2 separate regions of the Gossypium hirsutum genome follow, and region 2 is linked to region 1. A link is a contact called in public Hi-C data. All regions are on one chromosome and are shown on one strand. Each heading gives the region's core, a stretch centred on a gene start, on an enhancer-like site or on the middle of the called end of the contact. The rest is flanking DNA. Distances are from core to core; before and after follow the strand shown.

What was found. A called contact is a pair of places that touch in the nucleus more often than the background predicts.
Region 2: a contact with region 1 is called in a Hi-C map of leaf, with 2.1 times the contacts expected there. The contact joins the promoter of LOC107892089 here to the promoter of LOC107892040 in region 1. A contact is called at or near these places in 10 of 34 Hi-C or Micro-C datasets (callus, hypocotyl, leaf and 1 more).

What each region holds. Positions count from the first base shown.
Region 1 is chrD09:23,216,974-23,223,212 of Gossypium_hirsutum_v2.1, forward strand. It overlaps LOC107892040 (hypersensitive-induced response protein 4), which reads right to left and starts at 1,604. Exons shown (of 5, transcript XM_041101710.1): 1 at 857-1,604; 2 at 516-636; 3 at 305-396. The coding sequence starts at 1,339. LOC107892039 (somatic embryogenesis receptor kinase 1) reads right to left here and starts at 4,083. Exons shown (of 3, transcript XM_016817006.2): 1 at 3,526-4,083; 2 at 3,092-3,352; 3 at 1,532-2,982. The coding sequence starts at 3,949. The coding sequence ends at 1,658.
Region 2 is chrD09:23,475,965-23,482,294 of Gossypium_hirsutum_v2.1, forward strand. LOC107892089 (protein EXORDIUM-like 3) reads left to right here and starts at 2,967. Exons shown (of 1, transcript XM_016817070.2): 1 at 2,967-4,349. The coding sequence starts at 3,223. The coding sequence ends at 4,239. LOC107892090 reads right to left here. Exons shown (of 7, transcript XR_005918568.1): 6 at 6,305-6,330; 7 at 5,776-6,231.

The DNA.
Region 1 (6,239 bases), core at 354-2,853:
GCTCAAAATGCATGACTCTTAGTACAAGGACATCTATCGTACTTTTTTCAAGACTGACATATCAAAGTCTTCTTTGATTTACCAGCTCATCAGTTTCTACAACCAAAATTTATCTCTTTTATACATATACATGCTTATATAATCATTGGTCTTCTTCGGTCTACCCGTTAAACAGTTTTTACAACCAAATATATATGTATGTGAATGTATATATACATGTATGCCTTATGCACTTAATTTAAGCACTCTTGAGTAATTTGGTGCATAAGGATAAATGGTATAGCAAATGAATGAACTATACTACCTTCTCAATTTCCTCAAGCACAGCTTTAGCAACCTCACCCTTTTGTTCAAAGAGTTCATCCAAATCCATCCTTGGAACTAGAGCTCGAACCACTACCACCAACAAGGGAAAAAAAGTGAGACGAAATGGGATGCATAAATGGTTTTAGTTTACCAAAAAAGGAGCATAATATTATAGGCTGATACGCATAAAGAAAGCCAAAGAAAATGACCATCAAACACAAAAGCCTGGATCTGTTCTTTGGGATTTTGCAGCTCATAGAATGCATCATCAGCATGTCGTTTCATCACTCGGTATTGAATGGAGCAAACCAATTGAACAAAAACATTGTCCTACAAAATGTAACATTCTCATATTCATACTCATTGATCTTCAGCTAGTAGAGCAACAATATCAATGTAAATATTGTTCAAAATTGGGCGATTTCCCCGCAAAACAAGCACACACACACACACACACAAAAAAAAAAGAACTGATAAAATTCATATGATGAATTGATTAGAAATAGAGTAGCTAGGCATATTGATGGAAGGGGTTAATAAGGGAATTGACCTTGGTTTTGGTCTCGATGCGGACATCGAGAGAAGAGATTCGGGTAGAAAGGACGCCGGCGAGCCATTGACCGGCGCAGGGGTTAAATAAGTGAAGGCCAGGCTCCGCCAACTTCTCGAAACGACCCCACCTCTCCACCACGCCGATACTGGCCTGATCGACGCACGCAAAGAATATGCAAGACGTATTCCCCATTTTTTTCTCGATCGATAATAAACAAAACGGATGAAACAAAAAAGAAAGAATTAAAATCAAATGAAAGAAGGCGGAATTCTTTGGTTCTTGATTACGAGTTAAGACGGTGAAAAGTAGGAGATTCGGTGTGGACGGACGACGATAAGGATTTGGATTCTCGACTTCTCGTGTCGCCTCCTTGGTGGTGATTTTTTTTATTTTGAGAAAAAAAGTTGGTTTTAATTGGATTTGGATAGCAGCCAGGGTTGCTTCTTGACGTAGGCGATTATCACCTTTTGCTTGACCCATTGCATTTTTGAAGTACAGAAAAGACAAAATAGAAATAAAGTATATTTACTAAAACGCTCCATAATATGGAATGGTTATTATCTTCTGTTTTCGTACTCTGAAGATATCATACCAGAATATCTCACCAGACTCTGATCAAACAAGTAAATTTCACATGACTTTACCCAAAGTATCCCAGCAAACACAAAGAGCCATCATAAAGCTAGGGAGATGAATATAAAATTAAGGGTTTACAAAGTTACAACACTCATGACAATGAAAGCACAAAATATCCAAAAACTTAAAAAGCTTGACATGAAAATCCAGTTGAAACCGAGTCTACACGCCCAGATCTTGAACCACTGCTTCCATGGATGGTCTTTCTACAGGACACTCGTGAGTGCAATGCCAAGCAATTCTTGCAAGTTTAGCTGCTTCATATTCCAAGTACCTACCATGGAGGTTTGAGTCTATAAAATCTTGGATTCTACAACATTCACCTCCAACTCGTACCAACCTAGTCACATTTCGTTTCCCACCAAGGACTTGAAAAACCACGACCCCAAATGCATAAACATCACTCTTCTCGGTAAACCGGCCTGTACTAGTGTATTCAGGAGCTAAGTAACCCATAGCAGCACTGCCCTTGAGCGTTGCAAACACGATATCATTGGTAAGGAGGTTGTGCAAGCCCGAATCCGAGAGCAAAGGATTGAACTGATCATCGATGACCACTTTTTGAGCTGAAATGTTTTGGTGAACGAGGGCAGGTTTGTTTACTTCGTTACCATGCAAATATGCTATAGCTTTGGCTATGCCTTTAACAATGGAAACTCTTGTGGACCATTCCAAGACCTGTCCATTACCATCCTTGACATCAAGATAGCTTAGTAAATTCCCATTAGGGACAAAATCATATATGAGAAAGCACTCTCCCTGGGCCTTTGAACAACAGAACCCTCTCAATCCCACTAAATTTTCATGCTTCAATGAAGCCAAAACAATCAGTCCCCTCAAGAACTCAGCGTCATCTGATTTGCAACTAGTTTTGCCGATGCTTTTAATCGCAATAGCTGATCCATCCCTTAGAAACCCTCTATAAGTTGCGGAAAAGTTACTCTTCCCCAATAAATTTAACTCCGAAAAGTACTGAGTAGCTGTCTCCACCTCTTCTAAGTTGAACCTAAAGCTCTCGGCAAAGCCATTGTAGTTCCTGCCATCAGCCAAAGGATCCCAACCATTAGCATACTCAAGGCTAATGAGTGGAGATCCGTTCTTCTTACTAAACCCCTTGGTTTGATTGGTGCTAAGGCGGTTTTCAGGAACTTCAGATAAGCTACTAAGCTTCTGTTTCTGGCGACGATATTGCATGAATGTGACGAGTCCTATAACTGATAATGCAACTATGACAACAATCAGGGCAACAAGAATAGGACCCCTTTGAGACTTTGATGGCTTCGAGCAGGGTTTTTGCTCACAAGGTAACTGAAGATTTGCCGTCTCCGGTATTTCTCTAGTAACACCAGCTGCCCCTGACCCATACACCTCAGGTTTGCTTGGATTAATATGATCAGAATCATTACAAACTTTCAATGATGCAAAACCAGACCCACATAGACCCGGATTATTTTGAAACAAGAATCCATCATTCAGTCTCTTAAGAGCTACATCAAACCAAGAAGGGAAAAAAATCAAATGAAGTTCATTATTATTTTTCCATAAAGCCAAGCAGAATATAGTTATATATAATAAATAAATAAAAAAGATGAGTACCAAGAGGGACATTGCCAGAAAGTGAATTGTTCCGAATGTCTAGAACTTGAAGCAAAGGAGCATCAGCTAGTTTCAAAGGGATTGAACCAAAGAAACTATTGAAACTCAAATCAAGCCTTATTAATGTACCCAAATCCCCTAAACTTGCAGGGATTGCACCAGTAAGTTGATTGGACTGCAAGGCAAGTACATTAAGCTTCTTTAAAGATCCCAATTGTGTTGGTATGCTTCCTGTGAGCTGGTTATAACAGAGCTGCAACACTACACAGTATATTTGCAAAAGAAGGAAAAGGGAAAAAAAACCCAGTTAAGTGATTTTTGCTTAAAAACATAAAGACCCAAAATGGAAAATTTCTCATAATCCAAACACAGCAAGATTTGGAAAAAAAACCAATGGTAAATAGAAGAGAAAATTCAAATACAAGACCACTAACCCTTCAAGCTACCCAGTTCACCAATCTGAGGAGGAATCTGACCAGAGAGATTATTCATGTTGAGATATAAATCAGTGAGTAGAGTCAAGTTTGCTATTTCTTTAGGTATCTCCCCATACAAAGAGTTGTAATGCAAGTAAAGCCCTGTCAAGTGTTTAAGCTCAGCAATAGCCGGTGAGAGTTTGCCAGACAATCCTTTCCCTTGCAAAGAAATGTTGGCTATTTGGCCTTTCTCGTTACAGCATAAGCCTTCATATGAACCATCACGAGGGTCACCATTAAAGGTCCATGAAGAGAGATACTTGTTCTCTGGGTCTAAACCAGCTTTGATTTCCATAACTACTTTCAGTTCAGTATTTGCACTGAAACAACACTGGGTTGTGAAGAGAATGAGGAAAAAGATGAGAGGTAGTCTGAAATCCATTGCTTTTGGTCTAAAAAAAAAAAAGAAGAAGAAGAATGCTTCTGAATCTTCTTTTTTTTTTTTTCCTCAGTTCTCAAGTGAAGGAAGAGACAAAGATGCAGAGATGTGTCCATATATGCTTTGATTGCTTTCCTAAAGATTTGACAATTTAAAAACGCTTTGTACGATCTCAAAATAATTAAAATAATTAAAATAATAAATAAAGTAACATGGTTTTAAATATTAAATAATAATACAACTACAGAAACTTTAATATGAATTAAAAAGAATGTGAGCCGTTGGATTTAATGAAGAGGAGGAAGAGACTTTGGTTGATCCTCAGACATTCTCCTAGTAAAGATATTTTCCCAAAAGGGGAAGCACCAATCTTTTGCTCTATAACAATGCTAATAATATTTTATCTTTATTCATAACATTTTCATAACCAGGTACTACTAAAACTATTAATTTTCAGTTCAATTGTTCCGGTCAATTTTACTAAATAATTATTAGAAAATTATAATAAATAAATATCTATAAGATGTAAGTAAAAATTTGAATTTACAAAAAATTATTCAAGCCTACTCTTTTGATAAAAGAATCCGAATCTACCTACCGACTTATTTATTAAATGATTTTTAAAAAAATATCAACTTTATCCTTTATTAAGTAATTAATATTCTATTTATTTTTATCTTAAATATTTATATTAATTAAAAATATAAAAATCTAATTAGTTATAAAAATATTTTAATTATTACAAAATTAAGTTATAAATTGTATTATATTATAATATATTGATATGCTAAACATAATGTTTTTGTCATTAATAATTATAAAACATGATCAAATTAATAACTAAGATATGTTTAAACATATACCGAAATAAATCTATACATCCACAAATGGTGAAACATAACCTCTAATAAATATTAGATCGAGAACCCTTATATGGTTTACACAAATTGATATTTGAATTTTAGATATTAAAATTTCTATGGCATTAACCTTGCAATAACCTAAGACCTCATTAGCTATAATTTTTTTTATCTTTTCTTTTATTATTTATTTATTGTTTTAATAATTTTTATGTAAATACATGTTAAATTTTTAAATTTTAATTTAATTATAATATAAAATTTTAGATGATTTTTTTCTTTTAATTTTTAAGTTTTAATTAGTTTCTTTTTAATCCAAACCTTCTAAATTACATAACTAATTAATTTTACAAAAAAAAAGAATTTAATAAATTCATCTCTAGGTTAATATATAATTGGATTAAGTATAAATTTTAAATATTTGATTTCAATCAAATTCAAATATTTTTTTTATGAAAGAACTTAAATATATTTAAACTTATCACTTGAATATGTAATTAAATTTTATTATTTTGTAATTAAAAAGAGAAATAAATAAATTAAATGGAAAATAAATAATAATTTAAAATTTGCTTAGTAAATAAATATCTTGGGAGGTTTATAAGAATTTTTCCAAACATTCTTGAAACTAGACCTGCTCATGGATTAGGTCATCCAGCCCGACTCGAAGACCTACCCAGAATGTGGGAGGGTTTGGGCAAAAACATTGGCCCAAAAAATGGGTTTAGATAAAAAAAATAAGACTCATTCGAAAAAGGGTCGACCCTTAGGTAAGGTATTTTTACTCGGTTTGGCCCGAATTCATTAAAGGATAAAAAAAATCTGTTATTTTTTTTTGTTTTTTAATGTTATTTTCTTGTTATTTTCTTCCTATTTTTCTACCATTTTATTATTATGTTGCTACTATTTTGTTGTTATTGTTTGGATATTGTATAAAACTTGTTTTATTGTTAATTTTGTTATTATTTTAAAGGCATTTGTTAATTTCTTTTTATTATTTTAGAGGCGTTTGCTTGTTAAGTTGCATCTATCTTAGTCTTATTTAAGTATACATGTTTTTTTAAAATTTATTTTCAATTTGTTGGGAACTATTTATTTTGATATTTTTAGTATTTTTGATGTATTATATATATTTAAAAATTATATAAAACATTAATACGGGTGGACCGGGCCTAAGTTTTAGTAATTTTTATTCGTGCTGGGCTTAGGAAAAAAATTAGGCCCATTTTTCGGGTCGGGCCCAAGCCTAACAAATGGGCCTGAATTTTTAGTTGAGCCTGGCCCGAACCCAACCAACCCGACCCATGAACACCTCAACTTGAAACCATAGACGATAAGTGTATTTTACACTAAACTTGAGGGGCAAGTGTCTTTTACCGAATAAATTATCTAATCTTTATTTGGAATTAAAAATTTTAAAAATTATAAATGTC
Region 2 (6,330 bases), core at 1,717-4,216, 260 kb after region 1:
ATTTTAATTTGGATTTACACTATTAATTCATGACTTGATTAGATTAGTAAATATTTTCTATAATTAATTTAATAATAGTTTCTCAAATTTGCAATCTCTTGGGTACGATCCTCATAATACTTACTAGTGTTTCGTTGTAAACTTTACTATATTACAATTTGACCCGTACACTTGCGTACACCGCCGATTCAATTATACCTATTTTTGGTGTGCTATTTTTACTATAAACGAAAACATGTTCAAGTTGTTGGCACCGTTGCCGAGGGTTGCGACGGTGAAATTTTTGTTAGATTGATTATTGTAAAATAATATTAATTGAAAGACGAACGAGCTAGATAGTGTTCTAACTTTTACTTATTTTATTTTATTTTAGTGTGCAAAAAAATTATTACAATTATTATTTTTACTTACCTTGTTGATTATTTTTATTTTGAATTTTTTTAGTTAATTAAATATTTTTATTTACCTTGTTGATTATTAGATTTAATCATGAAGATTGAATTTTATAGGTCGGTGTACGAACTATCCAAATCGAGTTGGTTGTACGGAGATTCGACAAGTCAATGGAGTTATGATTATAAGGACAAGCAACCCAAGTGTTCGAACGAACTCCCGCCTAAGCCGAGCAAGTATTCATTTGAGAAGGATGAAGATTTGACAAACCTATGGAATGAATACGAAGTGTACGATGAGGGAGTATACGAACAATAGGAGATAATGGAGAACCAAATATTGCTTATGCTAGAGCTTTACCAACGAAGAAACGAAACAATAATTTTGTTAGACGATATAGATGAGCGGCAAGTAGGGACATCCAAATATTTAGCCGGCACTCCATGTGATTCGTATGACTATACGTCCGAGGAAGAAAGCCGTGATGGTACCTAAACTTTTTTTATCGCAAATGGTACATAAATTATTCTTCTGTTACTTATTTTACATCAAAATGTTATATACATTAAAAAAAATTCAACCAATCATAAATTGCCACGTCTACTTATTTGACTTGAAGGAATCGAAAATGTTCTTTCATCAATCAAAAACAATGGTTTTAGAACCAGACCGAATCGATAGGTTGGATTGAAAATTGGTCCAAGGATAGGGGTTGAATTGGTTGACTCACGAACCAATACAAATTAGTTGAACCAAGCTAAAAAAACTGATTGAACTAGTCGAATTGATTCTCACTATTTTTAATTTTTTATTTTTATGAATTTTTAATAAGTTTTAAATATATAAAGAAAATAATAATTTTGTCTTTTTTTGCTACAAGATTTAATTGGTTATCTTTTTAAAAAAAATAAACTTAACGGTTTGACTAACGATAGAGGTGCCAATCTAGGAAAAAAATAATTTAGTTATCACTTATGACAAAAAAAAAAGTTAGGTATCAAAATGAGAAAAATAACAAGTTTACATGTCAATTTATGAGTTATAATTTTTTTTAAATAATGAAAATATCAACTTAAAAAATTAATTTACATACAGACAAAAAAACAATTTAAGTATCAATATTTTTAATTTAAGTATTTAATTTCTATATTATTATTATTATTCAAAATTTGGATTGAAAAACATATTTCCGCTTCAATAATAAATGAAGTCATAATCTAGTGTATTTTCTATGCCGTACCAGTCCAATTTTCTTAAAAGCTACAATAAGACAAGGCATAGACAAAAATGCATATTATGGATTGGTTGGTTGCTCGATAAAACACAGCGTAGCGTTGATCCCCATAGCGGCGAGACAAGAGCATACCCCCCCCCCCCCCCGCGTGGTCCTAGTCCAAAATTCATACCAAGGTCAACAGCATATCCACAACATAAAATAAAAGGGTAAATTATATCAATAATCACTTAATTTTGATTTCAATGACAAAATGTCATTCAACTTTCAATTCAGTCACTTAATTTTAAAAAAATAATAAATTAGTCACTAACATTATCAAAAAGTGACAAATCAACCACCCACTAACATTTTCCGTTACAGGCCTAACGGGACAGGTGACATGGTCCGTTAACTAGCTGACGTGTGGAAACCCAGTTAACCCAATTAGCTGATGTGGCAGATTGATGTGGACAAAGCAAACAAAACACAAACCTTAACAGAACTTGGAAAAGCTCTTTCTTTGGCAATGAAAATTGAAAATTGATGGCGAAAATGTTGAGGTTAGCATCTAAACGGATGCTTGGGCCAATGTAAAGGGAGATCCCATCACGACCCGTTCAAATTCTTCCACGTCTTTACCACAAAAACGTCATCGACCACTACAACAATCCTTATAATATCGGTTCCTTCGATAAGAATGATCTGAACATCGGCACCGGTTTAGTCAGAGGTCCTGCTTGATGTGATGTTATGAAGCTTCAAATCAAAATCGACAAGGAATCTAGAAAGATCGTTGATGCTTGCTTTAAAACATTTAGTTGTGGATCAGCGATTGCCAAAACCCAAATTGAACTTTTGTCTCATTCTCTACCTTCTAATCTCTCCTCATCTAGCACTAAGTTGGTGCATTTGGTTGGATATGACGAATAAAAGCTCTCGACCGTTGTCGTTGTGGAACTGTTCTTTGTGAAGCTTGCCCCAACGCGATTCACAACCTCATGTTGCTACTGAATCACCCTAGAATTTTTCTCTTCTTCTTCTTTTATTACCCAACCTAGCTAGGGTTTTAAAATGAGATCGTTTACACAGAAGGATAACATATCAACTTTTAGTTAGTTTATAATAAAAAATAGTTAATAAAACTGAATTATTTTTTAAAAAAAATCGAATGAATATTTTATCATTGAAATCAAAATTGAATTACTGTTAATCTAATTTACTCAAAATAAAATTGTCTCGAACACATTTTCTGAATCCCCTGAACCATCCTCCTTATCCGCCATATTTTTCCCGCCCTATCAGATCAGATCAGATCGATCAAATGAAATCACCATCATAATAATGACCCCACTCTCAACCCCACCTCCTCTTCCCCTCTTTACTCTTCCATCCTCGCTTTAAAAGAATCTATCTGTCCTCCACTACCCGCAAATCAATGCCCTGTAAAATTTCTCCATTTTTTTCACCTTTTCCTCCTTTTATTTTTTTTAATTTCTTTTTCGTTTTCAAATTAAATTTCTCACTTTCTATATGTACTCCTAATCTTCCACCACCCTCACTTGCTACTATAGCCTTCCATTGCCCTTTTCTTCTCTTCAACTCCACCTGCTAAAATGCACCAATTTCCGGTGCTTCTCAGCCTCATCGCAGTGTCTGTACTGCTGATGGTAACTCCAGTCATTGGATACCGTCCATGGCCTCACTTAAAACCCAACAGCTCCGATTTAACGTTTGGAAGCTCCAAGAAATTCGAGGGCTCATCAGAGTTCGTCCAAATGAGATACCATATGGGACCAGTTCTCACCGCCAACATCACCGTACACATAGTTTGGTACGGCCGATGGCAAAAATCTCAGAAGAAGATCATCCGTGAGTTCATCAACTCAATCTCCGCCGTTGATGCCAAGCGCCCTTCTGTTGCCGGCTGGTGGAAGACCGTACAACTTTATACGGACCAAACGGGCGCCAACATTTCCCATACTGTGCATTTAGGGGAAGAGAAGAACGACCGATTTTACTCGCACGGGAAAAAACTGACGCGCTTGTCGATACAGTCGGTGATAAAAAGCGCGGTGACAGCGAGTACAAAGCCGTTGCCGATAAACCCCAGGAGCGGGCTCTTCCTCTTGCTCACATCCGATGACGTGTACGTCCAGGATTTTTGCGGCCAAGTATGTGGGTTCCATTATTTCACATTCCCATCCATCGTGGGTTACACGCTCCCATACGCATGGGTGGGGAACTCGGCAAAGCTTTGCCTGGGGGTATGCGCTTATCCCTTCGCCGTGCCGAAATACATGACGGGGTTCAAGCCGTTAAAGTCACCCAACGGTGACGTTGGAGTGGACGGGATGATAAGCGTGATCGGACACGAAATTGCTGAACTAGCAACCAACCCGTTGGTGAATGCTTGGTATGCCGGCCAAGACCCAGTGGCACCGGTGGAAATAGCGGATTTATGTGAGGGTATTTATGGAACTGGAGGTGGTGGATCTTACACGGGACAGCTATTGAACGATAAAGATGGTGCCACGTTTAACATGAACGGGATCAGACGGAGGTACTTGGTTCAGTGGGTTTGGAATCATATCCTTAATTACTGTTCTGGGCCTAATGCACTTGATCAGTAATTTTTATTTTGAAATTAAAATATTTTAGGGTTTCTTTATTTTGGCATTTTGAGGTTTATTAAATATGGACTTTGTAATATTTATAATTTATATATTATTCCTTATATGAAGATTTGAAAGATTTGGATGGTGGTGATAATAGGGGTTAAAATCGAATTAAACGAATTTTTAATCTTAATTGAATTGAATTTTTTTAAAAAAATAATTGAAATAAAATGTTTCAGTTAATTCAGTTTAAAATTTTTGTTTTTGTTTTTGTTTTTGTTATAGTAAGTATAAAACATATAAAAAAATTGATAATGTTCATTTGATCAAATTATTTAAATTAAAATCTTGTAATTTATATTATTAATTATTAAGTTCGATTGATTTGGTTAATTACTTGATCTCAAATTAAATTAATCGATAATTAAACTTTCACAAAGTTATTAACCAACTTCTTATTCCAATTAGATAATTCGATCAATTAATTGAATTAAATTGATTGGATCAATTAATTCAATTTTAATTGGAATCCAATTGAGTGGGTATGAATCCAATTGATGATGGGTTTGGATAGGCAATTGAGTGGGATGCGTTTAGTTTTTTTTTTTTGTCTCATGCTACAGTATCGCTACAGTATCTAATCTCACCGCCACTGCTGTTTTTACACTAACCGCAGCACCGCCCATCTAAATTCACCCTTAGTAGGTATGACAGAGCTTTCTTGAACTTAAAACTATAATAAGTTTGACTTAATTTTAGTGTAAGTTTGACTTAAATTTTAATTTATTTCGAGTCTCATTCAGGGTCTGTTTGATTGACAGTAAAATGTTTTCCGGAAAATAATTTCTGGAAAATGTTTTACTTTTCTATAAAATGATTTATTGGAAAATATTTTCTGGTATTTGATTGAATCTGTGTAAAATGTTTTCTACTGTTTGACAAATTTCCTGAAAATATTTTCCGGAAAAGTTGTTTTTACATATATTAATATATATTAATAAATTTTTATATTTTAAATTGTTTTTACATATATTGCAATAATTTATTTATAAATAAATAAATAAAATTAAATATATAATAATACTCAATTATTAAAATATAAAAGCATTGCAAACTACTTCCGAAATTTACTAATTAGTAGTGAATCATTTATAGTGATCTCCTGATGAAATTACGCTTAGCATAAAAGCAATTTTTTTGTTGTCTTACAAACAACACAGATAACATCATTATCAAATTTCAGCCACTCTCAAATATAACCAATTCCTTAGCCAACCAATCTACATTGTAACACAAAGCTAACTCCTATGAAATTTATCCCAATGCTCACATTTACAGACATAAATATGTATATATGTATGCATTCAACAAATACATAACCATATGCATGCAATCAGCTATGTTCTTTGAAAGCTACTACTAGATCAAGCATTGCCCCAATACTATAGGCTGCCATCCAATAGAGAGGAAAAAATACAAGCGAAGAACCCAGCTTTTTACCTAGAGATATGGCGAAATGTGCTCACGCAACTGGTAAGAAAAAATCACTCATGGCCCAAAAAAGAATTTCATAGAACTGATAGTAAAATCAAAATGAATGATACATACAATCAAAATTTTCAACTGACACCTATTGATTTAATACAACCAGGTAAAGAGGCAGACAACCATCTGATATCTATGAAGCAAATGAACTAGCAATATGCTAGAAATACCAGCAACTGCAATCAACAAAGGCAACAGGCTCCATTGAAGTCCCCAATTTAAATAGAAAATAGCAGTATTCCAGAGAGTCTATTATGTTGCCATGATTTCCAATTATAACAGCAGTATTCCAGAGAGTCTTTCCATGATTTATATCCCTCTCAATAATTGAGCTTCTAATGACCATGTTATACTTAGTGCAAATTCCTGAAGAAATTGTGTAGACTCCCCGTTAACAGGTTCTGCAAATTCACACCACCTCTTTTCTCGTGTACAGAAGGCAAATGGCATCATCCATGCTTCCTGAACTTGCATCATAGACTCATTAATTTGCATTTTCAGAATATTATGCATCGATCAATAAAATTGACCATACCTGCAACATAGTATGTTGACTCCTGA